Linked DNA regions of Gossypium hirsutum: region 2 is linked to region 1. A link is a contact called in public Hi-C data. All regions are on one chromosome and are shown on one strand. The core of a region is the stretch at or near the end of the contact, and the rest is flanking DNA. Distances in the headings are between cores, read along the strand shown.

Region 1 (2,700 bases), core at 84-2,583:
ACATTAATTAATTTATTTTCTTAATCTTTTTACATATGAATGTATGTTCCATTAGTACAGACTTGCACAAAATATATATTAATTGCCTGGCTTGAAGAATAATATTATTTGGTATTGTATCATTTCCAACCTAATTTAAAGTTAGAACATAGCATATAATACCATATTCACATGTATGCCATTTGAAAACAGAAGTTGGTGCTTCCATGCTTTTGGTATTTAATATTCTTATGCCACAAAGATATATGTATAAAAAGTTAGTTAAAACATAGCATTATTCTAATTATAAAAATATGTTATTTTTTAATACGAATTATTAATATAATAGTTTATCCAAGTAAATGATTTGTATTTAAGTTATTAATTTTGATTTTTACAAAATTTTTAAAATTGAATTGGTACTCAAATTAATCACGTTACTGGTTCATGATTTAATTGTTGCAATCGGTTCAATAAAAATAAATTATTATAAAATTATAAAATAAGATATTAAAAATTCAATTCAATCGTTTTTTTTATTCGGTTCGCATTGATTTTTGAGTCAACGATTGAAAATCCCTCTCCAAATTGATATCTCGATTGGTTCTCAATCCAACCGTTCAACCTGGTCTAGTTCAAGCAAGCTTAGACTTTTTAATAAATCATCCAATAAAAAAATATATGATATTTTAAATACAAGTGTAATACATCAAAATAATAATATAATACAATTGAACTTTAACTTAATTTGAGCGAAGGGTTATAAATAAAAACAGTCAATTATCAAAACGATTAGTTTTAATTAAATAAATTATTAAAAATTTATAAAAATTTAAAAAATTATAAACTTTAATTAATAAAATTTAATTGACTCACAAGTCAATCGATTATTTGTATTGCTTCGGATAGGTATCTCAATATTAATTGATTCTTGTCAATAATCTCTTGGTTCAGTGACAAAATCATTTATAAAAATTGAATTCAATTCTAAATAAACTTATTCCCCTTTTTCAATTATCAAAAGCAAATATGGAGTAAAAATTAAAATAAATTTGGTAATTAAAAAATAGCCATCCGAGTTGAAAGAAACGAGGCTCTAAAATTTGAAGACAAAAGTTTCCGAAGATTAAACCTGTCAATTTCTCTGTCTGCTTTTAGAAGAAAAAATCATGATTGAAGCACAAAAACAAATATACTTAGAGGATGACGATTTTATCCTCAACCCATCAGCCGATGGAAACAAATTTATCCCGTAATAAAACCATAAAATCAAGGGCAATGGCTTAAAATGAAAGAGAGGGGACCAGCGGGTCGCCCCATTTAGCTAACAAACCCGTAACTACAAAAACCGCCCGCCCTCACCATCTTCATTGCCCCCCTCTTCACTTCTTTAAATCCTGGCTAGCGTATTTTGACTCCCTCCATTTTTCTCATTATCAAAACCCAACGCAAAAATCTAGCTTAATACAACACTTTAAGATCGTTTCTTATTACCTTAGCTCTGTTTTTAAGCTTCAAAATGGCGGATATGGAGGGAGATTGTAGAGGAGTACCGGAAAGGAAGTTGATGTTGCTGAAGAGATCAAGGTTAGGGAAGACAATATTACTAGTAATAAGATACTGAATCAGCAGGAGAAAAAGAAGAAGATGAAGACAAAAAAGAATAGGAGATCATTGAGTTTCCCGAGATTTGGATGCTTGAGAACGAAATCCCACGAGAACGGAGGTGTCGATATGGAAGTCCAGTTTCAGGGAGAGCGTAACAATCCTACTCATCTAGTTATCATGGTTAATGGCATCATTGGCAGGTTAATCTCGGTTTTAATCGTTTTTTTTATTAATGTTATTTATGTGTTTCGAACTGCTTGATTGATTTTTGGATTGGTATCTTTGCAGTGCTCAGAATTGGAGATTTGCAGCGAAGCAGCTTTTAAAGAAGTATCCTGAGAATGTTATTGTTCATTGTGAGTACTTCGGTACTCCATTTTTTTTTTGTATGTATTAACTGTGATTATGCTAAATGCTAATTAGTTTCAAGTTAATGATTTACTCATCTCACCCTTTTCTTCTTACAAAGTTATTTTTTTTGAACTGTTTCATAATTAATCTCTAATATAATTTCATAAGTAGTCTGCTAAGTAATTTGGAGTCTTATACTCCAATGCTGTTGAATTAATTTAACCTGGGTTAGACTTTAGATCTATCCGAAGTTATAAGTAGATAAGTCTCACCAATGACTGATCCAGGATTCAAATTTTGATTGTTATTCATCAAATTGTGTTATTTTCTTATTTAATATTTTGCTGGATTATAACCATCCTAATTAATTGGTGAAGTGAACGCAAGACCCATTCACTAAATGAATATTCGTGATAATGAGTTAATGATATTGTTGATGAATTTCATGGTGAAATAAGTACTGAATGGTTAATGACTAAATGCGCAATGCAGGCAGTGAGCGCAATTCTTCAACGTTGACATTTGATGGTGTTGATGTAATGGGCGACAGATTAGCAGAGGAGGTATGTGTGCTATCAATTTTATTTATCTTCAATAAGGTTCATTATTCATGATTGCAACTCAGATTATTTTCCAATTTTGCTAACTGCCGCTTACCGTTGATATATTATTGTTCTGTAGTTTGATACTCTGTACTTCCATTTTTACCATTTATATATATATATATATTTGGCAGAAACCATTTATATTAATTTAAGTTTA
Region 2 (2,700 bases), core at 4-2,503, 370 kb before region 1:
CCTAGAGCTTACGCTTTACAAGATGACTATAAGGAATTTTACAAAAAATTATGGCTCCTGAACCTTCCTTCAAAAATCAAAATTACAATTTGGAAGATATCATGGAATTTCCTAGCTATACGAGTTAATATGCTTCAAAAAAAGCTAACAAACATAACAATATGTCCACGCTGTGGAGTTGGATCAGAGAACATGGACCATCTTTTCTGTGAATGCCCTATTTCAATTTCAGTATGGAGGGAATTACCATGCAAAGTTTTTTTGCAAGAAAGTCAGTTGGAGTTTATACAGTGGCTAACCTGGGTATTTGCGAAGAACTCAGCATCACAATGTAGGATATTCTACTGTGCATTATGGGCAATTTGGGGAGATAGAAATGACTGAGTGCACAAAAAAGTGAGTAAATCTGGAAAAGCATTAGGCATATTTGTTAATAGCTATATATCAGAGTTGAACGAGATCGACAAAAAAGAAGTCACAATCTTCTATAATTATTAGAAAGTGGAGGAAGCCACCTGACCAGTTCATGAAGATCAACTTTGATGCAGCCTACGATGGAAAGTATAATCAAGCGACTGTGGGGATTGTGGCTAGAGACAATGAAGGCAAGGTTCTTTTATCATGCTCGAAGATCTATCAACAAGTGACATCAGCCTTTGCGGCCGAGGCGCTCGCGTGCCGGAAAGTGACCAAAATCGACATAGAAAGGAAATGGGAAAAAATCATTATCGAAGGAGACTCATTACCGATAATAAAAAAGTGCAAGTCAAGTATCCCAGATAAATCACAGGTATGTGCTTACATTAGCGATATTCATAAGCTACTATCAAAACTCAATGAATGCAGATTTGAATATGTCCCAAGAACAGTTAACAGTCTTGCGCATACGGTAGCAAAAGAAACGATGAAGGATAAAGTAACAGTGTACCTTGGTTGGGGGAGTCCCTGAATATGCAGAAGATCAAGAAGAAAGGGATAGAGAGGGAGAGTCGGATTGATCAGGAAGGTAGAAGATGAAATGGGGTAATCTAAATGAGGGCTGGTAAGGAAAAGTTGAAATTAATGTTCTCTCAGGAGTGTGTATGCATCTTGAAGAAGAAAAGGAAGCTGAAGTGACAAGGCGATGAAAAGTCATTTTGTTGATTGGGCAAAAACAACAGTAGCATTAATGGATTCCATAAACTTCCATCTCTGCTTTTTATGCTGTCCTTAGGTTGAATTAAGATCTGTTTTGACGTCCATAGTATTATTATTGCTTTGTTTATTCTGAAGCTGGGCCAAAACTTACAATCGGGTCTGGTCTTATATAGGCAATTTGTTTTGTATTTTTGAATTTATTAATAAAGCCCAATCTGCAGTTATTTTCAAAAAAAAATTATATATTTAATAGGACTATTTTCATAGTTTAAATCCAAACACTATTCATATTATTTTAATATTATTATTACTATATCAAATAAATCTTAATTCAATTGACATGATATTATTGGCAATGTAGGAGGATGTGAGTTCGAGTGCATTGCAGCCTATTATCCTCCTATTTATAGGTTGAAAAGTGATTATAAGTAATTGTAGATATTATGTGAAAAAATAGTAGATATAATAATAAAATTACACTAATCAATTTAATTATTTTTAAATATTCTTATCTTGCAACTAAAAAAAACCTAATTGGTTGCCTTGCCTTGCCTTGCAAAGTCTGCTAGCTAACGGTTTCTTTTTATTAATAATATATTTTTATTCTTATCTCAAAGTTAAGCTTAAAAGAAGACCAAGAGAAGTGGTGAGCTCCATGAAGTCATGTGACAAGGATGCATTGTCACGTGACAGACACCAAAGAGGAAAATCTACTCTTTCCGAAACCCCCTTTAATTTATAACAATCTCTCTCATGGAAATGCTTGAAATCAAACACCAATCCATAGATTTTCTATTTTTAAATGGTAATTATTTGAATTCTTTTTTTAATTTAAATTTATATTATCTTCTAAATATTTCAAAAAAATTACTTAATCAATTCACATATTTAACACATTCAAATACCAAATGAATAATGTTATTTTATTTATTTCCTATTCAAATAAATTTTCTTTTGAATTTGAATTAAAAAAACCAATATCTAACCATTTGTGAATGTTGATTTAAGTATAAATAAGTTATTCTTTTGAAAGTTATTATGTTTAAAATAAGATAAGGATTAAAATTAGTGTATTAAAAATGTATTATTTCAATAATATTGTAAGTTGGTAAAAGAAATATGTTTTCAAGTATTTTTTAGAAGGAAAAAGTTAAAAATTAAGAGAAAAAAAAATTTAATTTATCATTCTCTTATTGAAAAGGAATAAGGATAATATGAAATTACAGTTTCATACCATTCATTCTTAACAAATAAATAACTTTCTCTCCTTACGTAAACTCAATACTAAATAACATTCATTAAGGCATATTCCTAGGTCTTATTCTTCCTAGGACAACTTCAAATTCATTGTCTTCAATAATTTTTGAGCAAAACTTTTGCTGCTTCATTCAATTTTATTCATACTTCACAAGTACTTGTAGTTGCAAATGTAATTATAGGAGATCTGGTTGAAAAACATATTCGAAATTATGATTTTTTTTAAAAAAAAAGGTTTTTATGGCCTTAAAAATATCCAATCATCGATAATTTTCTCAACATTAAACTTTTCGTATCAAATTTCTA

What was found. Hi-C and Micro-C count contacts between places; a contact is called where the count stands out from the background.
Region 2: a Hi-C map of leaf shows a contact between it and region 1, with 1.7 times the contacts expected there. The contact joins the promoter of LOC107910325 here to the promoter of LOC107910331 in region 1. A contact is called at or near these places in 7 of 34 Hi-C or Micro-C datasets (all in leaf).

Annotation. Positions count from the first base shown.
Region 1 is chrD02:16,502,398-16,505,097 of Gossypium_hirsutum_v2.1, reverse strand. It overlaps LOC107910331 (putative lipase YDL109C), which reads left to right and starts at 1,333. Exons shown (of 11, transcript XM_016838154.2): 1 at 1,333-1,787; 2 at 1,876-1,943; 3 at 2,431-2,501. The coding sequence starts at 1,627.
Region 2 is chrD02:16,875,075-16,877,774 of Gossypium_hirsutum_v2.1, reverse strand. LOC107910325 (growth-regulating factor 6) reads right to left here and starts at 1,253. Exons shown (of 7, transcript XM_016838141.2): 1 at 516-1,253; 2 at 300-406; 3 at 1-206.